7 separate regions of the Mus musculus genome follow, and all the other regions are linked to region 6. A link is a contact called in public Hi-C and promoter capture Hi-C data. All regions are on one chromosome and are shown on one strand. The core of a region is the stretch at or near the end of the contact, and the rest is flanking DNA. Distances in the headings are between cores, read along the strand shown. Region 1 holds the start of D830024N08Rik (a long non-coding RNA gene). Region 2 holds the start of Adgre5 (adhesion G protein-coupled receptor E5). Region 3 holds the start of Scoc (short coiled-coil protein). Region 4 holds the start of Dnajb1 (DnaJ heat shock protein family (Hsp40) member B1). Region 5 holds the start of Rbmxl1 (RNA binding motif protein, X-linked like-1). Region 6 holds the start of Usp38 (ubiquitin specific peptidase 38). Region 7 holds the start of Prkaca (protein kinase, cAMP dependent, catalytic, alpha).

Evidence for each region. Promoter capture Hi-C pulls out the DNA fragments that hold promoters and counts their contacts. Hi-C and Micro-C count contacts between places; a contact is called where the count stands out from the background.
Region 1: a promoter capture Hi-C map of pre-B cells shows a contact between it and region 6, with 4 times the contacts expected there. The contact joins the promoter of D830024N08Rik here to the promoter of Usp38 in region 6. A contact is called at or near these places in 7 of 39 promoter capture datasets (the 3T3-L1 cell line, cranial neural crest, hippocampal neurons and 3 more), 1 of 484 Hi-C or Micro-C datasets (double positive thymocytes), 3 of 115 datasets of contacts at active chromatin or transcription factors (astrocytes, embryonic forebrain and embryonic stem cells) and 1 of 9 other capture datasets (liver).
Region 2: a contact with region 6 is called in a promoter capture Hi-C map of pre-B cells, with 2.5 times the contacts expected there. The contact joins the promoter of Adgre5 here to the promoter of Usp38 in region 6.
Region 3: a promoter capture Hi-C map of liver shows a contact between it and region 6, with 6 times the contacts expected there. The contact joins the promoter of Scoc here to the promoter of Usp38 in region 6. A contact is called at or near these places in 9 of 39 promoter capture datasets (the 3T3-L1 cell line, 3T3-L1-derived adipocytes, the C10 cell line and 6 more), 2 of 115 datasets of contacts at active chromatin or transcription factors (astrocytes and embryonic forebrain) and 2 of 9 other capture datasets (adipose tissue and liver).
Region 4: a promoter capture Hi-C map of pre-B cells shows a contact between it and region 6, with 5 times the contacts expected there. The contact joins the promoter of Dnajb1 here to the promoter of Usp38 in region 6. A contact is called at or near these places in 9 of 39 promoter capture datasets (3T3-L1-derived adipocytes, the C10 cell line, cranial neural crest and 6 more), 3 of 115 datasets of contacts at active chromatin or transcription factors (astrocytes, embryonic stem cells and epiblast stem cells) and 1 of 9 other capture datasets (adipose tissue).
Region 5: a contact with region 6 is called in a Hi-C map of CD4 T cells, with 5 times the contacts expected there. The contact joins the promoter of Rbmxl1 here to the promoter of Usp38 in region 6. A contact is called at or near these places in 2 of 39 promoter capture datasets (both in liver) and 1 of 484 Hi-C or Micro-C datasets (CD4 T cells).
Region 7: a promoter capture Hi-C map of neutrophils shows a contact between it and region 6, with 3 times the contacts expected there. The contact joins the promoter of Prkaca here to the promoter of Usp38 in region 6. A contact is called at or near these places in 2 of 39 promoter capture datasets (neutrophils and pre-B cells) and 1 of 115 datasets of contacts at active chromatin or transcription factors (astrocytes).

What each region holds. Positions count from the first base shown.
Region 1 is chr8:83,573,163-83,576,615 of GRCm38.p6, reverse strand. It overlaps D830024N08Rik (a long non-coding RNA gene), which reads right to left and starts at 2,090. Exons shown (of 3, transcript XR_003947410.1): 1 at 300-2,090. It overlaps Tecr (trans-2,3-enoyl-CoA reductase), which reads left to right. Exons shown (of 13, transcript NM_134118.5): 2 at 2,088-2,138; 3 at 2,694-2,745; 4 at 3,161-3,205; 5 at 3,293-3,396.
Region 2 is chr8:83,739,496-83,742,646 of GRCm38.p6, reverse strand. Adgre5 (adhesion G protein-coupled receptor E5) reads left to right here and starts at 1,336. Exons shown (of 20, transcript NM_011925.2): 1 at 1,336-1,540. The coding sequence starts at 1,510. Gm46046 (predicted gene, 46046) reads right to left here and starts at 1,361. Exons shown (of 2, transcript NR_168527.1): 1 at 1,031-1,361.
Region 3 is chr8:83,441,188-83,444,321 of GRCm38.p6, reverse strand. It overlaps Scoc (short coiled-coil protein), which reads left to right and starts at 1,660. Exons shown (of 4, transcript NM_019708.4): 1 at 1,660-1,900.
Region 4 is chr8:83,606,795-83,610,342 of GRCm38.p6, reverse strand. Dnajb1 (DnaJ heat shock protein family (Hsp40) member B1) reads right to left here and starts at 2,168. Exons shown (of 3, transcript NM_018808.3): 1 at 1,801-2,168; 2 at 1-529. The coding sequence starts at 2,011. It overlaps Gm42029 (a long non-coding RNA gene), which reads left to right and starts at 2,493. Exons shown (of 3, transcript XR_878996.2): 1 at 2,493-2,573.
Region 5 is chr8:78,507,110-78,510,222 of GRCm38.p6, reverse strand. Rbmxl1 (RNA binding motif protein, X-linked like-1) reads left to right here and starts at 1,295. Exons shown (of 2, transcript NM_001252089.1): 1 at 1,295-1,424. It overlaps Slc10a7 (solute carrier family 10 (sodium/bile acid cotransporter family), member 7), which reads right to left and starts at 895. Exons shown (of 12, transcript NM_029736.2): 1 at 549-895. The coding sequence starts at 648.
Region 6 is chr8:81,013,262-81,016,545 of GRCm38.p6, reverse strand. Usp38 (ubiquitin specific peptidase 38) reads left to right here and starts at 1,640. Exons shown (of 10, transcript NM_027554.2): 1 at 1,640-2,791. The coding sequence starts at 2,110.
Region 7 is chr8:83,971,698-83,975,230 of GRCm38.p6, reverse strand. It overlaps Prkaca (protein kinase, cAMP dependent, catalytic, alpha), which reads right to left and starts at 2,253. Exons shown (of 10, transcript NM_008854.5): 1 at 1,999-2,253. The coding sequence starts at 2,044.

The sequences.
Region 1 (3,453 bases), core at 841-3,340, 2.6 Mb before region 6:
CATGTGTCTTTCAGCATTCCCCCCTCCTCTTCGTCCCCCCCCCCCCCCGCCCCAGGTTACCAGCCGGGTTCTGTCTATCCTGGTCTGGTCCTGGGCCTGAAAGTCTGGTTTCTTTCATCTCGCCAACCTTCTTGCTACACTTAACATACCTTTTATCTTGGTTTTGAAATAAATCTAGAGGCTCAGAGAGTTGCAAGAACGGCCCCTGGCCCACTGGGCCTTCCTAGACCTATGCCTGGGGGGATGGCGGCTGTGTGGAGTTTGGGCTTGTGCAGGCCGTGGGAGGCCCCCTGACTCACCTCTGCTGCAGGCAGTCCCTCAGCTTGTGGCTTGGGATTGCTCTTCACCGTGGCCCCTCTCCACGCGCTCTCCTGCTGCCCACCAGTTGGTGCACCACGGCTCCTGGCCTGGCTGCAGTGCCCCAGCTGGGGGAGAGGCTAGGATTTCAGCCCTCCCCGGCAGCTGGCCCAGTAGGGAGAGGGGCTGGTTGTATTTTAAGCTGTTGAGTGGTTCAGCAGGAACTCCATGGCCTTCCCTCCCAGTGCACACTGTGCCGCCCTCCTGTGATTCACATGGACTCTAGGGGCTCAGCAACTATTAATATAGCCCCAGCCCAGAGCCCTGCCACCTCGCCCCTTCTAGCACATTCCTCATGTGCTCCTCCCCTCTCGGTCCTCTTTAGAGGGGTCCCAGCGTATGACAGCTCAGTCTGGCACTGATTGTCCTTGTGTGGATTCAGCCATCTGCCCCAGAGTATGCTGTGTCCATGATGTAGGCTCTGGCACATATGGGCAAGCAGGCCTGGGTACCACTGCCTGGCATAGGAACCTTGCTCTGAACTCAAGCCCAGGCCCTACAGGGCAGCATCACTGTGTAGGGTTACCTCCGTGGGGGCTTCCCGACCTGTACATGCACACATACACACATGCATACACTTTCTGTGTGCCAGCACCATGTCGGCCCACCCATGCCTTCTCAAGGACCCCTAGCAGATCTGGGATCGTGCCATGGCCTCTGTTGTTGGGAGCATGTAGGTGGCAACAGTTGGCTTCTCTGGCCTGTGATGCCCCCTTCTTCTGGAAAAAAGTGGCAGATCTCCGCATAGCCCTTGGGTCTCCCCCAGCCAGCATGGGCAGTGTTGAGCATCTTCTCTGACCTGCTGGGTCCGATGGGTCAGATCCCCTGGGGCTCCTGCCTCCTTACCCTGCCCCTATGCATATTTTCTGGCCTCAGCCTGCAGGTTTCTCCTTTGGGGACTGTGGACCCCAGGGGTGCAGGCAGGGTATGTGTTGGGAGGGTATGTGTTGGGCTTTGGTAGGCTCGTCCATGGGTGAGCACATTGTGTTGGCCTGATGTGGTAGGAGCTGTGAGGAGTGAGGCGGTGGAGAGGGAGGTGGAGGGACTTGGGAACTCTGCACCAGTACCTCTGGAATTTGTCACCTCCCTGGGAACACAAATGCACAAGGGAAATAATCCAGTGTCCCTTACAGCTTAGAAGTGGAAATGGATGATCTGTCTCGGAGATTCTCCAGATAGCTGGCATTTCCCCAGGCTGGGTAACCTGTTGGCCAGGGCTGCACACCGGGGCTGGGCTTGCGGCGCCTGCCATGGCTGTGGGCCTTTTCCTTCTTCATGCCCCTGGCACTTCTGAGGGCCTGTGCCCACCCAATTAACTGCCTGTATGAGGGTAGCCCTCAGGGGAGGACTGTGGCTCCTTTGGTGGGGACTCGGGCTGAGATGGTTTTATATTTAGCCAGGCCAGGCCCTGGTGCCACTCGGGTTACATCTGGCGTTGGCGCTGGCTGAGCCTGGTCAGACACAGGCTCCCTTCCAGCACCGAGGCAGAATTTGATCATGCTGCCCGGCCCAGCTCACAGCAGCTTTGTGAGGAGAGGTCGGAGGTGGGGGCTGGCGACTGGCAGTGGGCACCACAGACTGGAAGGCAGAGCAGGAGGGCCAGCGGCTGTGGCATGGATATCAGCTTGAGCATGGCAGCCAAAGAGGCCCACCAAGGCCTCGATGGTCTTCCCATGCCCATGCCCCACAAAGCAGCCAAGAAGCATAAAAAGGCTGTCCTCTTCTTTGAGGTGGAGATTCGGGATGCAAAGACGAGGGAGAAGCTGTGCTTCCTGGACAAGGTAGGACTGCACCCCTGGGGGTGAAGTGCCAGGAGGGCTGGGTCCCTGTTCCTTACAGCTCCTGTAGGGCTATGCAGGCATCGGTGGCCCTCCCTGTCCTTCAGAAGGCATGTAAAGGGTATTGTCTTCATCTAGAGCAGCGGTTCTCAACCTGTGGGCTGAGACCCCATTGGGGTTGCCTATCAGATATCCTGCATAGCAGATATTTATATTACAATTCATATCAGCAGAATTACAGGTATGAAGTAGCAATGAAATAATGTTCTGGTTGGGGTCAGCACACCATGAGGAACTGTACTAAGGGTGGCAGCTTTAGGAAGGTTGAGAACCACTGCGCTAGAGTGAGCAGCTGGGGCCCCTCTGTGGGGCTGGAAGCTGACAGCCTGGTGTGGGAAGGGACAAGGCAGCCTTGGGAGGGCTCTGTGTCCGTAAAGGAGGTGGAGGACGGATGTACCCCGTGAAGTCAGCTAGCTTGTTCCTGACCTGCCTGTACCTGGACCCCCTCCCCCATCCTAGGCCTGGCTCCCTCCGGACTTACACCTTGTTTTCCTTTAGGTAGAGCCTCAGGCCACCATTTCTGAAATCAAGACCCTTTTCACCAAGACACGTGAGTCTCCCGACACACCTATTCCTGCTCCTGACATACGTGTCCCCCCGCTCCCGACACATCTACCCCCCACTCCTGCCTCCCCTCTGGATGTGACCTGGGCCCGCATGCCTCCGCATGCCTTTCCCTCATCGGCTTGTTGCCTCTCAGCACACTGGAACAGTGAGTGAGGCCCGGCTGACTGGGCAGGCTGCCCCTGTGTGGTCACCAGCAGGAATGCTCTTGTGCTATCTATCCAAAGGGGTAAAAAATAAAATCTGTCGCTGCCTATCCTGTGTGCCCTTGCACAGGTGGGAGGAGCTGGGGGGGGGGGGTCCTAGAGTTCTGGAAGCCTTTAGAGGCAGGCCAAGTTGGGGCGTGGGTAGGCTGAGCCTTGCCAGATTAGGTGATGCAACCCCTGACCTTCTCCTGGCAGACCCGCAGTGGTATCCTGCCCGCCAGTCCCTCCGCCTGGACCCCAGTGAGTACAGCTGTCCATCAGCCTATCCCTTGGGCTCTTGGGGTCAGGAAACCAGGGCAGTAACCAAATACTGACTTCTCTCTGTAGAGGGGAAGTCCCTGAAAGATGAAGATGTCTTACAGAAGCTTCCTGTGGGCACCACAGCCACACTCTACTTCCGGGACCTCGGGGCCCAGATCAGCTGGGTGACGGTGAGCTCTGACTCCTTCCCTGGTCTCTGCCTTCAGCTACCCTGGGGCGACTCACCT
Region 2 (3,151 bases), core at 87-2,586, 2.7 Mb before region 6:
CGTGTTTCAGAGAAAAAAAGAAAAAGAAAATCAATATTTTGAAAAATCACTAGATGTGTCTGAGAATGTAGTTCCCTTGGTAGAGTGCTTGTCCAGCATACACAAAGCCTTGGGTTTGGCATTCTTCCCGCCCCCAACACACACACATGAAAAGAAACCATAGTTACACAAGTAACTCAAACAGGAAGCCAGTGTACATCACATGACTCTCTATAGACTGTGGCAAGGTCAGTGCGTGTAACCAAAAAGCCCTGCCGTGGTAAGCCATGTCCCGTGGTCAAAGCTCTCTCTTCCTCTATTTTAAGTCCTTATTACGTTTTTTGTTTGTTTATTTGTTTTGGCTTTTTGAGACAGGGTTTCTCTGTGCAGTCCTGGCTGTCCTGGAACTCACTCTCTAGACCAGGCTGGCCTCGAACTCAGTAATCCGCCTGCCTCTGCCTCTCAAGTGCTGGGATTACAGGCATGCGCCACCACTGCCCGGCCCCTTATTACGTTTTATTTATTGACTTGTTTATTTAGTGTTTGGGTTTGTGTGTGGCACCGTGTGCCCGTGAAGGTCAGAGGACAACTTCCAGGAGTTGGCTCTCTCCTTCCATCATGGAGGTCCTGGGTATCAGAAATCAGGTCGTTAGGTTTTGGGGCAAGTGCCTTTACCCGCTGAACCATCTTGGTAGCACTTCCCTCCCCCACTTTATTATTTTTTATTTTTGCGATAGACTCATGCTTCGTAGGCCTGGCTGGCCTGCAACTCTTAAGTGGCCAAAAACGGCCTCCGGTTTAGCCTCTGCTTTCCAGAGAACGGTATTAGTATAGGCCAACGCAGCCATGCCATGACCCCTTGTCTTTTTGGGCAAGGTCTTTTGTAGCGCGGGCAGGCTTCAAAAGCGACAAAACGGAGGATGAGTTGAACTCCTGATTAGTGCTGGGATTACAGGCTAGCGGTCCTCTGCCGGCTTATGTGGCTTTGAGGCTAGACAGGGCCTCGGGCAGGTTAAGCAAGCACTGCGCACACTGAGCCGCATCTCCAAACCTTGATGTCTCTCGTTCCTGGACAGTCAGCCCGGCAGGACCCTCAGTCCTCTTCTGGTTCTTATTTGGCCCCTGGCTTCTCTGAACTTCAGTTTCTCTCTTGGAAAAGAAGCCGACAAGTCCTGCTGATGGGAAAGGCGAGGGTCGCCCAGGACATCGTTCGGGTGGGAGCTCCACCCAGCTCTGTCCGATGTGCCTGGTCCCCGTCCCAGGACGCCTGAACCACACCACCCAGCTCCCCGCGGGGGCGGGTGTCGGAGCCGCGCGCGGGGGGGGGGGGGGAGGAATGTTGCGTTTGTTCCAGACGCGGGCGCGCGGCGCGCCCTGGGTCTGTTTCCCCGGCACTTTCCTGTTACTTTCCAGCGGGGAGGACAGTTCCGGGGAGGGCCCTGCTCACGCCCGCTGCATAAAAGCCCAGCCCAGCCGGCCGCCACAGCCCTCTATCAACCCCAGACGCTGTCCGTTCCGTGCCGCGCCACCATGAGGGGCGTCAGATGCCCCGGCCTGCTTGGTGAGACCTCGGGGTTGCGCGGAGCCGGGAGGGAACTCGCGGGACGTGGCCAGGAGGGGCAGGGACAGTCGAAGCCGGCGCACCTGTGCGCCCCAGAGGGCTCTCCAGGGGGTGTCAGATCCTAATGGGCTTGAGTGTTGCCAGTTTGGAGACTAAGAGGGAGAAACTGAGGCACGGGGGCAGTTAAAGAGGGTAACAAAGCAGGCATGGTGTCACAGGGCATTAGGGAGGCTGAGGCAGCAGGGTCACCAATTTCAGGTCAGCTTGTGCTACACAGCAAGACCCTGTCTCAAAAGAACAAAAGAAAAAGAAATGCAGGCTAGAGGCTGGGGTGGTGCCGAGGTCAAGAGCATTAAGAGAGGACCTGGCTGGGTCCCAGCACCTATATGGTGGCTCACAAGTGTCTGTAACTCCAGTTCCTGGGGATTCACACTGTCTTCTGCATCCACGGGCAACAGACATGCAGTGCACAGACATACATGCAGTGTACAATAATACATGCAGTGCACAAACATACATGCAGGCAAAACACATACAGTTTAAAAAAAAAAAAAGCTAAAAAGAACTGTAGGTTAAAGTACACTTTGCAAACTGTTGCCCAAACAGACGCTCTCAATGTGAAGAGAAACCCACGTGAGGGTGCCCATTTCTTCGAGGGTGGGAACTCCCCCTGCCCCAGTCTGTCCCCTGCTGTCTCCGTGCCAGGAACAGGCAGAGAATCTCCTTGGGACTTGTCTGGGACGGAGCTGCTGGCTGAAAGGAACTTACCAGGCTGTGGTTTGAACTTGGCTTTCATCATGACTTTCCCGCCCCACCCTGGGTGCCTCAACCGTTGTTTGATGGCTAAGTCACCTAAGTAACTTGACAACAAACAGTGAAAAAATGGAACGGGGCACCAGCTGGAGTTACCCCAAGATATGGAACTTGGGGCACAAACTGGGGTCACCCTAACCACAATGACTGGCCTGAGTGCTAGTGACAGGTGGCAGGCAGCTCAGTAGCCATGGACCTAGAACCAGGAAATAGAGTCCCAGGGTGTCACAGTTGGTGGCAAACAGCTGCAGGGGCCTGCCTGGCTGTCACTAAGCTGGGTCACAGTGACTTTGGGCTGCACTTTCCTCCTCTGTAAAATGGAACAAGACCAGCTGTATTTTACCATATTGTTTCAAGGGCCAAGAGTTTGTGTACAAACTTTCTGGTTTACAGTTTGAATTAACTGAACATGTGGGTGTGGTGTCTGTGTCTGCTATCAGAGTACCTAGCGAGTAGAGGCAGGAGGGTCAAAAGTTCAAGGTCATTCTCTGCTGTATACTGAGTTTGAGACCACATGATACCTTGTCTTCAAAACCAACCAAGCAGCCTCGCTAGTTGGATTCTCAGGTTTTGAATCCCAGTATTAGAGAGGCGGAGGCAGGAGGCTTCCATGATCCTGGGAGTTGGAGGCCAACCTGGTCTACATAGTAAGTTCCAGGCCAGCCGGAACTACACAATGAAATACTGCAGGAAGCACAAAGGCTGCCCTACCCCCACTTCTGGATTCTCTAAGCAGGAGTCCCTTGGCTCCAGTCTGAGCTTGGGAAGTTGAACCAGATGTGTCTGGGAGCAGAAGGG
Region 3 (3,134 bases), core at 411-2,910, 2.4 Mb before region 6:
GTGATCAAGAACTGTTCCTATGTAGAGAACACAAGTTTGGGTCATAGCACCAATGCTGCATGGCTCACAAAAGTTTGTAACTCCAGCTCCAGAGAATCAGATAACACCCTGTTTGGGTTCAGAGGGCTCATCACTCATGTGCACACTGGCACACATGCACACACACATATACATACATATACACATACATATAATTAAAAAAAAAAGAAGGGGTTGGAGAGATAGTTCAGCAGTTAAGAGCACTGGCAGCTTTTCCAGAGGATCCAGGTTCAATTTCCAGCGCCTACATACATGGCAGCTCACAATGTCTGTAACTCCAGTTCCAGGAGATCCAACACTCTTTTCTGGCGTCCTCAGGCACCAGGTACCCAAGTGTTTCAGAGAAATAAATGCAAGTAAAATATACATACAATAAAAAATTAAAACCAAAAACAAATTTTCAGGCCCATTTCTATGACTGGCCCATGTGCATTTGAAAAGAAAGTGTGTTCTTCACTATCTTGGAAAATCCCATCCTTCTTTGAATGTTGCCCATATTCATTCTATTTTGTTGGCACTCCTCTTAGCGTTACCTGGGGTTTCCCTCTCTTCCCATATTCTCCTTCCTTCAAATCCTGAATTGTAGTCCAAGCCTAATACTTTCGTCTCAAACACTAAATGGTAGGTACTTTATTTATAAAGGATTACGGTCACGTGTTAGCAAATCCTGCTTGATTGGTTTAAGATACCCGGGAGTTGTAGAAATGGCTCAGAAGTTAACAGTACTTATTGCTCTTTCACGGGAAGCTGAGTTGAGTTCTCATCATCCTCACCAAATGGTTCACAGCCACCTGTAACCCCAATCCCAGGGGTCTGATTCCCTCTTCTGGCATCTGCAGGCACCTTGCACAGGCACAAGCAAGTACATACACACCGCTACATATTCATGCAATTAAAAATAGAACCTTATATAAGAAAGAAAAGCCAAGAAGAAAGTATTTGTAAGCTGGCCTCTACAGCTCAGAGGTTTTGATAAAGTCAAAGCAAGAATGCTTTGCAGGTAAGAATATACTGTGGTCACTGACCGCTAACAGCAAGATACTTGTTTCAAAGGTTAGGTTATAATGAAGTGTCACGAAAATCACCTAGCAACCCAAAGTCTGGCATTGTACATGTACACTTGAATAAGAAACACAATTTTAATTAAGCCTTGGGTTTTCTGAGACTGAGATCAGGAGACTGCTGATCTAAGGAATCATGACGTGGTCGGGTGAACGGAAGTTTAAAAATTGTCCTGAATATGGGGTACGAAGAGAAACATCCATTAATGGTATATGCTTTGTGCGTTATCTAATTTTAGAAGTGGGGAAAAAGGAAACCGTGCTTTTAGAATCGAGGGGGGAGGGCGCTGCACTGTTCTGCTCACTCTGTTCTTGAATGTGAACGAAATATCTCTCTCCTAGAGTCTGGTCACGGCAATTTCCAGAAATTCTGTCTCTGTTTCCCTCCCTCTCTCCCCGTCTCTCTTTTTTTAACCTAGAGTGACTTTCCACCCCACTTTCCAGGTTCCTGGCGAGACAAAAGATGCTCAGCGAGGACCGCTTTCTTAGGCGCATCTTCTCTTCTGCGCCGTGATTGGTCGCTGCTTTTTTAGGACACGCCCAAAAATCCTGATTGGTCGTCAATGCCCTTTTGTTAGGGCAAAGGTGGACCCCGGTGCTCTGCCACAGGCCTGTCGAGGCGTCCAGCAGCCAGTGCGCAGGCGTGCAATTTCCAGTTAGGATTGGTGGGAGGACGCCTCCTCGCTCGGCGCACGCTCCGTGGGCGGGAAGGGCGGGGCTGACGCTGTCAGTTGGTCGGAGAGCCGCGCGGCCTGAGGCTTCCTACCCATCCCGCCTCTTCCCGGCGCTTCAGACGCAAGGTGAGGCGGCTCGGGGCGGCGAGGGCTGGGCCTGGGAGACCGCCGAGGCCCTGTGGGGCGGGGCGGGATGGAACGGGAACCCGGGCGGCGGCCTGGGTGCTGGATTGCGGCGCCGCGAGGCCCGACATCCCGCCGAGCGCTGCGCAGCCACCTTCCCGGCCCCACGCCGCGGGCTCAGTGGGAAGAGCCCGGCGGTGCGGGACCGGGACGCCGTGGGGGTGCGATGGGACCGGGTAGTAGGAGAAGACGCTCTGCTGCCCGAGCTACCTTCCAGTTCGCCGCAATTCTTCTGCTTCAGCCTCTCGAGTGCTAGGATTGCTTTGCAGGCGTGGTGGCCCGTGCATGTCTGGGGTGGGACGTCTTTGCTAGAACCTGGGTTTGTTTCTTTGTCAGCTTTTCTCAGGCGTCCTGCGGAACAAATATTGAGGAGTAAGGTTTGGGAAGGAGAAATCATAGTTTCCCGAAAAGCCAAGGTTTCTGTTACACCACCAGAGACAGACGTCGCAATAGCCAGAAGGACAGAGGTCCCCAAACCGTTATCCGTTTCTGCGACTCAAAGCTGTGCGTAGGAATCCTAGTGTCTGTATGCTCCAATGATTAAACTGGATGCAGCTAGCTCCCCGGGGATCTAACTTAAGTTTGATCCTTATTGACGATGTAGTTCCTCGATTTCCATCGATTTTGAAAGCCCTAAAATGTCAAAGCAGAACATGAACAGATTAGAAACATCACACTGGAGTGGATGCAGATGAAATTTTATATTTGTTTTGTTTGTGGAAACGCCAAAGGAGTTGAGTTTTTCAAACTCAGTTTAGGACCTTAATAATATCTTGGCTATGAAACATGAGGCAAGGCCTCTAGCCTTTATAAGGCTTAGTATCCACATCTGTGAATTGCATTTTCTTTCTGTTGTGATAAAACTATATATGTAAAGTGTTCAGTGCATTCCTGTAGTGCATTGGACTTTTAAATTTAAAAAACTATTGCTGGTGAGTGGATGATGGATGGAAAACATTAATTGCAGGTTCAAGAGAAGTCTGGTGGTTGAGTTTGAAAGGATATTAGGGAAATGTCAAACTCATATCTGAGATGTTAAGGCCAGCCGAGGTGGAATGATGGGAAAAGCAGAGTGGACATTGACTATATCCTTGATTCTGGATGGACTACTGTGATGTGAATTAAGCCACTCTCAGATTAGGCCAGGAGTTCTAATATGAGGCCTTTGGCCACATGA
Region 4 (3,548 bases), core at 919-3,418, 2.6 Mb before region 6:
AAGATATTGTGTGGCTTGTCCTTTAAAACAAAGACGATGTCTGCTGGAATGTTGTTCGAGGTCTGGTCCCCTTCCTTGGGAAAGGTGATTTTGGTCCCTTCTTTCCAGCCCCTCTTCACTTCGATGGTCAGGATCTTATCTTCATTTCGAATGCTCTTTCCATCAGGGTTCAGCCGCTTGTGGGAGATTTTCATCTTCTTGGTACAGCCGCTGTAGATCTCTTCAAGGGAGACCCGAAGGTCATGGGTGACTGGAGGATCTTGCTTCTTCCGGGTGGGCTCTTGAGAAGGGCGGGAACGTCCAAAGTTCATGTTGGTGAAGCCACCCATACCCATTGGAAAGCTAGAGAATGTGTCATCAATGTCCATGCCTTCTTCCCCGTTGCGCTGCCCAAAAAAGGTATCAAAGGGGTTTCTGCCACCGAAGAACTCAGCAAACATGGCATGGGGGTCTCCGTGGAATGTGTAGCTGAAAGAGGTACCATTAGCACCACCACTGCTTCCTCCACTGGGGCTACCACCCTTCAGGCCTGGAAACCAAAACCACAAGTCAGGGTTACTGCTGGAGAGTCAGCCCCACCTCCCTCCACCCCCAACACTTCAACACACTTATAAAACATAAAACCCCTGAAACAAAGAGCTCAGAACCCCAGCACTCTCAAGACAAGTGCAGACTGATCTCTGCAAGTTCCAGACAAGCCAGAGCTCCACCATGAGGTGCTGGAGAAATGGCTCAGAGCACTGGCTCATCTGGCAGAAGAACCAAGTTCAATTTCCAACACCTACATAGCAGCAGACCATGGTCTAACTCTAGTTCCGGGACCTTTAATGCCCTCTTCTCTAGAAGCATGTGAATGGTATACACATATACACGGAGGCACACGCTCAAATAAATTGAAAAACAAAGTTCCAGCAACAGTGAGGTCCTGTCTCAAATAAATGGTCACATTTTGTTCCTTTTGCATGTATTACTGTCAATGCCACGTAACACACAAACTTTCGTCCAGAGTAGCCTCAAGGCAATCCTCCTGACTCAAATACCCCAGAGGGGGGATTGTCACAACATCCGGTTCCTTTGGAAACAGGAGCTTATTACCCTGTAGCTCTGATTTGAAGCAAATTCACAGCGTTCCTAATTCGGTTTCCCATGTGGAGGTGTGAGCCCCCGCACTCTGCTCAACAAGTTTTGCTCTTAGTAAAAAGGCCACAGGAACTATAGCGGGAGGGATTTTATGTATATATTAAAAAGCTTGTTAGTCAAGGACGAATCTCAAGTCTTTTAACTCCCAATGGCAATAGGAGCAAGAAACACACTACTCCGTTTTACTTCCTGACAACATATTCGGTAGTAAGGCCTCTAGATCTCGGTGCGACCAGGTTTACGTGACTGCTCCATCCTCCCAGCTATGCTGTTACCATCTTACAGAGAAGCTCCTACGCACTGTTACCAAAAAGGCTCAACCCTGGGTGAGCGAACACTGAGCTTGCGGCTAGGAAAGAGAATCAATACTCGGGCAATTTTCATTCCCATCGCGACCGCCGCCCTCCATCTGCACCATTCCGGCGCTGTGCAGGCGACCGACCGGGAGGGGCTGCGGCAGACGTGCTAGAAGCTTCTGTGCCAGCGGCGCGCCCAGAGCTCCTCCTCCTGTCTGAGGCCGCGGATCAGAGGGTGAAGGAGGCGGCGCCGCCGCTAGATCCCCGGAATGCCTGTCCCCGGCCGAGGTCTTGGAGAGGCTCCGAGTGCCTCGGTTTCCCCGCCTGTCAAACGGCGGGTCACCCCGGCCGCGCGCACACGTACCTTCCTCTCCATAGCGGTCGAAAATCTCGCGCTTGCGCGGGTCGCTGAGCACGTCGTAGGCCTCGGCGATCTCCTTGAACTTCTCCTCAGCGCCGGGCTCCTTGTTCTTGTCCGGGTGGTAGCGCAGCGCCTGGCGGCGGTAGGCTCGCTTGATCTCGTCGTCGGACGCGCCGCGGGCCAGGCCCAGCGTCTGATAGTAGTCCTTGCCCATGGCCACCGCCGCCCAGCTGTCGCCGCCTCCGGCTCCGCTGCTGCCCCGTCCCGGACTCTATATACCCGTCCGGCGGAAGCTTCCAGATCCCGCCAGCCCTCCAGAACCTTCCGCCCCTCCCGATGCGCCGCACGACACCGGCCAATCGCTGCGGCCCGCTCCGTGACGCAGCACATCCGGGGTGGGACCCGGCTGCCAACGGCTTTCCGCGCGGGGCCACGCCCCTTCCCTCTCTACTCTGGTCAACGCCTTCCTCGGGCGCGCGCGCCGGCTGCTGGGGTTCCGCCTCCGTAGCGGATCCAGCCAATCGCAACCCTCTCTCTCTCTGCGGACAGGTGGAGGCGCGAAGAGGGGCGGGGCTACAGAGACGGGCCTCTCCGAAAGGCCGCACCCTTTCCCCCAGGTTATCGCCGGCTGGGAGGTTCTGCTGCGTGACTTGTGGTAGCTACCTGACAAGTACCTCTAAGCTTTCCTGCTCTAACCCAGGGATAAAAATAGGCACCCCGCCCTCTTCTGCCCGTAGCCCTTGGTTTTTCCCGTAAGGCCGTTACTGTAAAGCGAGGTGAGACTGGTCTGCCTTGGGCTTGCTGCAGTCGGGCTGCCTCTCCGGTTTATCTTACTTCCTACTAATTCCTACTGGGTTTAGCTCGCCTCTTGGCGTTCTGATACTTGTCACTTCCTTTGCCGTCTGAGTTTACCACCAGGGCTGCGTGATTTTTTTAAAGATCCACTGGGTGCTTCGTAAATATTTCCAAATACTTTGATATAGTATAGCTTTTTGCTTTTGGTTTTGTAAGTCTGGGATGATGGCGGTCAAGGACGGAGCTGAGTGAGGAAGAGGAGAGAGCTTCAGATATTGGAAGGCATAGAGAAGCTGGAATAGTCATTGGTGGTTCTTGCAGGGAATGGGACTGCCTGAAAGTGCATGAAAGACTGACTCTCATCCTAGCACTTTCTGGCTGTGTGACCTTGGGTTGGTAGAGTAGCTTTTCTGGTCTCAGTGTGGTCATCTGTACAAAGGGAATGGTCGTGGAATATGGTGAAGTTGACATTATTCTGCATTTGTTAAAGACAAGGGACAAAGGGTGTTCTTGAAAGAGATGATTAATCATCTTGTTTAGTGGACAACTGTTGACATTCCCTTTCTGGAAGCTCTGTAGGAGGAGAGTCAGATAACCCTTGCCCTAGGCACCCCTGAGAAAAATGACTTTAGCCTTCCGTTAATGGTATAGCTGTGTGTGGTGTATGTGTTTTGATTTTCCTAACTGTACTGACCCCATGAAAACCGAACCAGTTGAGCCCTGCCCCCCGCCTCCCCATGGATTTGGAGCTAGGGAACACTTGTAGAGAAAGTGTCTTTAAAGGTACAGAGACAGAGATAGTGAGCTGGCAGTGGTGGTGCATGCCTTTAATCCCAGCACTTGGGAGGCAGAGACAGGCGGATTTCTGAGTTCGAGGCCAGCCTGGTCTACAAAGTGAGTTCCAGGATAGCCAGGGCTATACAGAGAAACCCTGTCTCGAAAAAAAACAAAAACAA
Region 5 (3,113 bases), core at 46-2,545, 2.5 Mb after region 6:
GTGTCAGTACAATTGGGAGTTTTAGTCAGCAACTAAGGCACACTAAAAATTGAAGTTTGGAGCAAGGGTATCCTTTTTTCCTTTTTCTCCTATCCGCCGCTCCCGCCAATAATCTCCCCCAAACCCCTTTCTCTCCAACAGACTTTTTTTTGGGGGGGGGGGGCGGCAAAAGGGAGGAGTCGGAAATAGACTGGATAATGAGGTCTATTCCAGGATAGATAAAGAACTCCTGGCAACCTATAGTCCCTTGGGATGGGATGCTACTAAGAACGAGAGGAGTAACTTTCAGTTTCTGTACCCTCACTCCGGCACTGAGCAGAAGTCATTGATTGCCCGCAGAAAAGGCAACCTGCACTCCCACTCCCCTGCCCCATTCCTAATTCCCTCCTGGGCTAGCAAGTGAGAAGAACCTGCTAAAAGCCCCCCTCTCTCCCGCTGCGAGACAGAGGGCTGTGCCGCAGCCAGGGCGGCCGCTCCTCCCGGGGACTCGCCGACGAGTTCAGAAGTGGGAGCCGGCGCGCTGCAGCCGGCGGAGGTGCGGCACTTACCCCCGTTCACTCCGACCGACGGCTCGAGCTTAGCGGCGCCGATCGCCACCACTATCCCGACCATGAACCATTCTTTCCTCGCCCTCTCCAGCAGCCTCATATTTGTTAGGGCGGGTGGGTTTTGTTTATTTGTTTGGCTGGCTTGCTTTCCAAACTGCGATCCCTAAATCCCCGGGGCGTCTCCACACTTTCCTCGATCCCTCCAGACATGCAGCAGAGCAAGTCAAATTGCCACTCGTAAACTAAAGACCGAGGGGTGGCTCGGGCGGCTCCGAGGCGGGCTGGGAGTAGTAGTACCCAGTGACAGGAAAGCCTCGCTGAGCGCCGCCATCACTACCACGCACCTCAGAATAGACGCGCCCACCCGCCGAGGACCAGGGCGCAGGGGACGTAAAACGGAGGCACACCAGGAGCACGCAAGTGAGACGAGTCACGGGCTGCACTAACAGGACCCGCCGCCGTGCATACACGGCCAAGCTTGGGGAGGCCCGCAGTGGGAGAGAGGGATGAGGCGCCCCAGACGCCCAGCCTCATCATGGGTGTCGCTGCAGTAAAGCTATATTGACGGCGGCCCGAGCCCCGAGACATGCCTTGCAGAGAGCGTCTCTCACTCTGCCCTGAGCCCGAGAGACCCGCGGCGTGCGCTGGGCCGGTACCGGGCTGCGCCGTGGCGGCGGCTGCGCGCGCCAATGCCTGCTATGTCTATGCGCGTATACTCGAGACATTACGGCGACGACCGACGTCGCGTTGACGTTGCGCGGGGGGAGGGGAAGCCATTCGCGGCCTCTGGTTCTCGGCGGGAGCGGCGGCGGCAGACGCGTGTGGCGACCGGCGCGGGAAAGCGGCTTCCTAGTTAGGGAAGCGTTAGCCCCGTGGGTAGGTTGAAAATCGGTGGCCGAGCAGACGTCCGGGACGGCAGGCCCCCCGCCTTCCCGCAGCGGCGGCGGCGGGAAGGCGGGGAAGGCGGGCTGGGCCTTCCCGCCAGGTCGGTGGCCTGCCCGGGCCTTTCTGCCCGACCGCCTCCGCGGCCAAAACCCGCCTCGGGAGTGGGGAGGACGGCCGGGATGGGGCAAATCTTCCCTGGGGGGCGGTGAGAGAGCGACCCAGGCTCCTCCCCACCCGTGTGCCGCGCGTGGGCGGGCGATTCCGGAGGCCGCGTGGTGCGGGCCTTTGCCTGACCCCGAACCACTAAAGCAACAGGACAACTGAGAGGGGGCCAGGAACTCAGAACAAAAGCAGTGAGGGCCAGATCCAGGGTGGAGGGTCTGATGTCCGCCCCCTCCCCCAACCCTCGGTTTCTTGCATTGCATTTTGGCGAATCTATGACATAGTTTCACGAATGGTCTTCCGAGCATCAACCCTTCCTCTTTATGCACCCAAAGAAAGAAAGGAACAAAGTATTGTGGGACATTTTGAAGCAGCCTGGTATCAGCTACTTGAATAGTTTACTATGGAACGTAACGTTCGAAAGGGATTGTACCAGACTTTCATTCTGAATGCATTCAAAGCTTGAAAGAGACTCGGCGTGCAATTTGCTCTATTTAACTTTATCTTGCTGACATGACTCGCTATCCAAAAACTAAGCTGCTTTAAGCAGTTGTGCTATCAGTTCTCAGTTGCACAGCCCCCACTGCTCGGTAATTACGCATCAGGCAGCATGAAGAAAAGCTAATCTCAAGATAAAAAGAACTTAATAGGGAGACATTAAACAATTTACCAGGCAAAAGAAGTACATGAAATGTGATAAAGGCTTATTATAAGACAGTCACAAGGTAAGTGGAGTTCTAGGAAGTAAAATTTATAACATAATTTTCTTCAGTAATTTTGCTTGGTTCAAAAGGAAAAAAAAATCTGCCTCAGTCATCGAATACTCAAAAGGTCATCACAGATAGTGCTGCTTAAGTAAGGCTGCTCACAGAGTCTTTCTAGAGATTTTGACCTGTTTAGAACAAAATCTTAATTCATAGAATATTTTAACCGTAGTTTTGTGAATTGTATTGTCAAGGACTGTATTAGTTTGCTAGGGCTGCTATAACAAATAGTCCCCTCCCCGAGTTAGCTATACTCAGACAATAGACATGTTGTTTTACTGTTGCAGAATAAGGAAATCCAAAATGGAGATATTGGAGGGCCATGTGTTCTAAAGGCTCTTTCCAGCTTCTTGTGGCTGTTAATATTCCCTGGCTTCCTTGATTTAGGTTCTGATGCTCCAGTCTCGACCTGGTTAGGCATCACATCTCCCTCCATATGTTTCAAGTGGCTGCTCTCTGCATCCTTGAGCATTCATTACCTTTTTTCTGTGTGTATCTTTAAAAGATACTTGTCCTTGGATTTAAAGCCTAACCAGATAGTCCAGAATAATGGGTCATATTCATTTAGATTAAGTTTATGAGCCTATATCCTTTCTCCAACTTAACTGGAGTACCATCCCCTGTAAAAGACACGTTTTCCCATGACCTCAGAAGGTGACTTGTAGAAATCAGATGTTGATAGGTATGAAAAGCTGCAGTTCTTCTGAATGTCATACAAAGGTGTGCAGGTGGAGTGTAAGCACCACGTAGGGTG
Region 6 (3,284 bases), core at 391-2,890:
GAAGATTTCACTTCAGTGACGCTGGTCTCTTCGTAATCACCACTAATTTCTTAGCTCCAGCTACCAGCATCAATTGTCCCAGTAATCCCTTCTTTAAAGCCAGAGCCACATGGCCAAAGCTGCCAAGTTCTGCTGCTTGCTGAAGCTGGAATGTGTCCTCCCACCTCCACCATGTTCTATTATCAGCTTTCTGTTTTCTAACTCCCTCTCTGCCTAAGTTTGGGTTTCCTGAAATGAACTCAGAGACCTACATGGCTGTCTCTTGTAATGCTGGAACTAAAGGCATGTACCACCAGGCCTGGAGTTAAGCTCTTCACCTAGAACCTGCTTGTCCCAGGCTGGCCTTGAACTCAGAGATCTGCTTGGCCTTATCTCCATGGATTAAAGGTGTATGCCACTATGCCTGGGTCTAAATTTAGCTGAGAAGGATCTTGCTTATACACTGAACACTGAATACAAAAGCTCACTATTTTTTATTTTTTCCAGACATGGTTTCTCTGTGTAGCCCTGGCTGTCCTGGAACTCACTCTGTAGACCAGGCTGGCCTCGAACTCAGAAATCCACTTGCCTCTGCCTCCCAAGTGCTGGGATTAAAAGCGAGCACCACCACCACCCGCTAAAAAATCTATTCTTACAACAACCTTGTTTTGAATCACCACTAAATATATGAGCCACCAGTACTCTCTCTACATTAGCAATTGTTTCAGAGGAAAAACCCAGCCATTTAAGGCATTGGAGTATGTCTGGGCCTAACAAGGTCTTTAGAAAGATTTCCCCCAAAGCTTGGTTTGTTTGTTTGTTTGTTTTCTTATACTTTCCTCCATTCCTCAACTAGTGCTCTTCTCGCGTTTCCAAAATTTTCTCAGACACAAGATTTTAAACAATTAATAGCACTTCCTCGAATTGTCTTCATAAGCAACATGTCTCAGACTATGACATAGTAAAAGTTCCTCCATTTTGTCTCAGGTGGAGCCATCTTTGGTTTACCCGGAAACTGACACCATCATTCCCTGATGAAAGTGAAAAGTCCTGTACCCCAACTCTGTCCTAGAAACTCGGGGAAATGCCTCAGGCAACTGCACGTTTTGGGCTTCTAGTAAGCTGCTTGCTTACTTTATTTCCCTGCCAACGGCAAACAAGGAAGTAGTGTTTCCGTGTTCTCTGCCTTTTACAGCTCCCTGCACAGTGCGTTCTTCCGGCTGCTCTGAGAGAAGGGTTTCCCCCCGGCAGTCGCCGGCGGCTCAGTATAGACTCTCGGTTCGCTCGCGCTGAGTGGTCTCTGAGTTTCTAACCCTCACCACTGACGGAATCCACGTCCGGCGACAAGAACCTCAGAGCTCAGAGTAGGCTCCCTGAGCAGCGCCTCCGGAAGTCCGCCAGTGACGTACCACACAGTCTCCAGTGACGTGAGAGTGGCCGCGTGACTCACTCCGTGCCTCTGCGCCTGCGCGCCAGGGAAGGGGGCGCGGCCTATCGGGGGAGGAGCTACATGGAGAAGGGGGAGGGGCGGGGCCAGCAGGAAATGGGTCGAACGTAGCCGGGAAAGGACCGGAAAAAAGTGGGCGGGGCGAGGGCGGACCTATCCGCTGTACCTCGGAGCTTCACTTCCTATTCGCCAGTATTTCTGCTTCCGGGTTCAGGGTGTTCCGCGCCTCCGGCTCCTCTCCTTGGCAGATCGAGGTACTCGCATTGACAGTGCCTCCTGACTCAACCCAGGGCGACTTTTAACTGCCCACCCGCGGGAGCCGGGGCTCCGCACTGACCCGGGACACGAAGGCGCTCCTCACCTTCCAGCTCAGCCTGGAGGGTCCCTGCGCCCGGAGGCTGGGAGAGGTCGCGGGCCCAGCGAGGCAGCCTTATGCGGACCTCCGGCCCCTGAGGCGGACCGCGGGGACCCGCAGCCTTTCGGCGTCCCAGAATCGCTCGCTCCCGTCCCGGCTCGGATGGGCCTTCCCACTCGATAAATGTGGCTGCTGAGGCGGCGGTGGCGGTGGCCGGTCCTGCTGCTGGTTGGCTCCAAGTTCCTCCCCGCCGGGGCGCTTTGCTGCCCCCCGGGGCTGCCGCTGCCAGCTCTTTATCCCCAGGGCCTGGCCTTGCAGAGTGGCGACGATGGACAAGATTCTGGAAGGCCTGGTGAGCTCCTCGCACCCGCTGCCCCTCAAGCGGATGATTGTGCGGAAGGTGGTGGAGTTCGCGGAGCATTGGCTCGACGAGGCGCAGTGCGAGGCCATGTTTGACCTGACGACCCGCCTCATCCTGGAGGGCCAGGACCCTTTCCAGCGACAAGTGGGCCACCAGGTGCTGGAGGCCTACGCGCGGTACCACCGGCCGGAGTTCGAGTCCTTCTTCAACAAGACTTTCGTGTTGGGCCTCCTTCAGCAGGGCTACCACTCAGTGGACAGGAAGGACGTCGCCATCCTGGACTACATTCACAACGGCCTGAAGCTGATTATGAGCTGCCCGTCGGTGCTGGATCTCTTCAGCCTGCTCCAGGTGGAGGTCCTGCGAATGGTTTGCGAGAGGCCGGAGCCAGTGCTCTGTGCCCGGCTGAGCGACCTCCTGACCGATTTCGTGCAGTGCGTCCCCAAAGGGAAACTGTCAGTTACCTTCTGTCAACAGCTGGTTCGAACGATAGGTCATTTCCAGTGCGTGTCCACTCAGGAGAAGGAACTACGGGAGTATGTCTCCCAGGTAACGAAAGTGAGTACCTTACTACAGAATATTTGGAAGGCTGAGCCCTCCACGCTGCTACCTTCTCTGCAAGAAGTTTTTGCAAGCATCTCTTCCACAGGTAAGGGTCATTATTTCAGAAAAGTGTGTCTTGGAAATTCAACACGTGTGTCTCATCAACACAGTGCGCTTTTTTCCCCCCCGGAAGCATTCTCTTTGGGGGTACTGAAAGAGGCCAGGTAGCCTATTTTATTAGAGTAACTCCTCCAGTAAGAGACGTTCTTGATGGAGAGCAAAACTAAATACCCTTATGCAAAATGTTACTCCTCTTCACTGCCTTGTTCAGAATGGTACGCTGGAGCCAAAACATTGAGGATGCCTAAGTCCAAAGACCTTTGTCACTGAACAAGTCATTTAATTACACCACCTCTGCTCCAGTTTTGGAATTCTTACAGGCTGACAGCCAGGATGAAAAGCTTCTAGTCATTACTGACTAATGGTCATATATGATGCTTGCCGCAGGGAGTTATTATTACTGTGTGTAACCTATCATCTTATTGAAGGGTATCTTGTTGGGTTTTTTTTTTTCCTGTTTTCTGGTGGTCTCATTTTTT
Region 7 (3,533 bases), core at 1,004-3,503, 3.0 Mb before region 6:
GCCAAGAGGAGCTATATAGTGAGATCCTGTCTTTAAAAATCAAAGCAAACCAAAGAATGTCTGAGTTGAGATATGACGGGGTCTAGGAGATGGGCTGGTCAGCAGATCTGGATGTGAACTCTGCCTGTGTGTTGTCATCTGTGTCAAACTCAGATGGCTCATCTGGACAGACATTATCAAAGTAAGTATGTCTATGGAGACCGTTTAACCAAGCCCTCCTGGATGCACGGAGTTCATCCGTCCAACTGACTCTCAAACTCTGATCTTTTCCTTGGGCTCTCCCCTCCTCTGTGGCTCTGTGCCTGTTGTGTGTGTCTGATATGCTTAAAGCTTTCCTAGCACTGTGCTCAGCTTTCAGAGGGGCCACTGCAGTATTCAGTCCACTGCACGTACCATCTACCTCCTGGTGGGCCTCACCTGCCAAGGGGGCTGGCCCTTCTCCTTCTGCCCGGAGCCCTCCAAGCTCAAGCCCAAGACCTTTTTGGGCACTACCCACCTGCTCCTCTGTCATCAAGCCCTCAACTACAAGCACTTGCCTCTGTCCCCCGCCCATCTGTGAAATGCCAGGCCTCTTAAGGCTGCTAGGCTGGGCTGAGCTCTGCTGGTTGAAGGGGGGGGGGAGGGGCAGAAAGTTCTTGGGCTTCTTGAGTGGCATTCGGGGGACTCAGACACTGAGAAGGGCACAGCTGATCAGAGCCTCCTTTTTGGGTAACTGGAAGCTGTTCTCAGCTGCAGTACAGCTTTAGCTTGGAGTGACACCACTTTGAGACATGAAGCACTGGGGGACAGGGCCCAAGGCCCTTTCTGAAGTAATTTCAAATATAGAATCACTTTTTTTTCCCTGGCTAGAAAAATTCAGCATGGTTTTTTTTTTGGGGGGGGGGTGTGTGTATGTGTGTGTGGATATACCTCCCTCTGGGTGAGCCCTCGGTATGCACAGAATCCATCTGTCTTAAGCAAACCAAATCATTAGCTGTCACCTATTGCTGGATGGCGTTACCCCAATGCGCGCAATTCTTCTGACCATCCCCATTCAGTGGAATGAGCCTTTGCTATTCATTTCATCCGCAGTTTCAAACCAGCCCCAGGGGCTGGGTGAACGACAGAACCGCAGTTGTGAAACGACCATTTATTGAGGGGCCTTCTAAGGAACCCAGACCTCAGGGTAGGCCAGGAGGGTGCTCTGCCGCTTTACCTCACCCGCAACCCAAGAAAAAGGACAGACGTAATGGCTCTGAGCAAGACCAGCTCCAACTTGGATAAGGAAGCGCAGAAGCAGCTCTCTAGGTTCATAAACAGTCTGCCACCCCAGCCAGGGCCAGACGAATGCACGGAGGAGGTGGAGTGACAGGATGAGAGGGGCAGAGGGACCCAGAAAGATCTTGTCCCCCATGCCAAGTGACACAGAAGGGAAAAACAATGCAGGAGGTGGCCCCGGGAAATGCTCATGGGGGTGGGGGTGGCTTGGAGGTGGGAGCTGTGATGAGGTGAATCGGGCAGGGGTAGGAGAAAGATGGCGGGGGCTGGAGGGGGAGGGGTGTGGTCACCAAGTGGCCAAGGTCCCTGCAGCGTGGACCCCACAGCACTCCCGAAACTGGCAGGAGCCTGGATCAGGGTCAGGCATTGGGGCGCTGTGTGGGAAAGGTAAGTGACGAAGTGGGAGGGGGTATAGAATCTGGAGAAAGGGACTAGGAGAAGAGGGGTTGGTGTGGTGACAGGGCCTCATCTGGGGCCCCGGCGGTCATACATGCAATGGTTGGCAGTGACAGCTGGGTGGGGGGGCACGGCCTTTGCAGTGGGGGATGGTAGGCCATGGGCACCAGGCCCTACTGGGGGCAAAGTATCTCTGCGGTGATCCGACCCCAACGTGAACAGGCAGCAGGCAGGGGTGCAGGCAGACAAGATTGGGGGGGCATATGGGGGAGGGGCCATGCAGTGATGGGCATTGCGCGGGCAGGCCGCACGCAGTGAAGATCAGGGTGACGGCCGGGCACTCACCGCTCTCCTGCTCGCTGCCCTTCTTGGCGGCGGCGGCGTTGCCCATCGCGGCGGCGTCGCGGCCGGGGCCAGTCCCGGAGCTGCGACGCGGCGGGTGCTAAGGTGGCCGGCGGCCCCGGAGCGCGCTGGGCAGCGGAGGCGGCGGCCCCTGGGGCTGGCTGCGCTGGCTGCGGCGCCACGACCCCCGCCCAGCCCCTGCTTCCCGCGTCTCTCTGCGCCCGCCCGCGGGGGAGCCTCAGCCCAAGTCCTCTGTCCGTGACGCCCCCGCAGCCCACCGCCCATTGGTTCAGGCCTCCCTGACTGACAGCCCTACGCCGCTGTCCATTGGCCCTCCGGAACCCTCCCGCGCCACCATAGGCTCCTGGATGAGTGACGCGAGTTGCAGACTCTCCGCCACTCACGGGCTCGTGAGGCCGCAGTCGGGCGGGCGAACGCACGTGATTGGCCGAGAAGCCCGAGAGGGCTTGGGGCTGCCCCTGCGAAGCCGTCGATTGGCGGAGACAGGCGGCCCCGGCTAGTGTCAGTCCCGGGGTGAGAGGGCGGGGCAGCGGCTCAGGCTGCGGCCCGGGCAGCGGGCGGGGCGGAGGCTGCGGCGGCTGGAGGGTGGCTGGGTGGCAGGCGCTGCGAGGTGCGGGAGGCGGCCCGGCGGACGCCCGTGCGGCAATGTGCGCGCTGCAGTCTCCCGCCCCTGCCCAGTGCGGCAGCGGCCACGGGCCAGAGGTTGACGCCACGGCGGGCCGGCGCAGCGGCTGTCCACCTGCCAGGGGGGGAGGGGCGGGCTGGCGCCGAGGGTCAAGGGTCGCCGGGCGCCGTTCGGTGTCATTCATAAGGAGGCCCGACACTGGGCAGCCGTGACCCAACTAGCTCGGGGTCCGCTTTGGTTTGCTCGCGACACAACTGGAGCTGCAAGGGGATGTTGGACCCAGAACTGAGGGCGTGCTGGGAGGAGACTCAGAGTATCTACACTCTTTGCTAAGGCTCAACCCTAGGCCCCTGAAAAGTAGTAACTACGGACGCCAGCCAAGTGCATTACTTCTTGTACCTTGCACGTTGGGCCTGCCATACTCCCATTTTATGGAGGCTCGGTCAGGCTAGTTCCTTGCTCTTAACTAATCTCCATTGCCTAGACATGACCAACATAACCTGCCCCTTTTGGGCAGGAAGAGAGCCGTTCTCCTTCCTTCTGGATGCTCATCTTTAAATTTTGTTTTTATGCAATGCTGGGGATTGAACACGATGCATACTCCCTGCGAAGTAAGCATTGTACCACTGAACTAGAACCTCACTCGGTGTTCTTTCAAGTCTGCACTGTCAGAACGTGGTCAGTTTCCCACCTTGCCACTGACACCAGGGGCCTGAGCACTCTGCTGGAGGGTCTCCTGCACACTAGGTTGATATCAGAACCCCACCCTCACACTCTGGATGCTGGTACTCTTCCATCTGTCTGCTGCCTGGGACAACACAAACATCTCCAGATACTGCTAAATGTACTCTTGGAAACAAATTATCCCTACCCTCACCAGAGCTCTGTAATA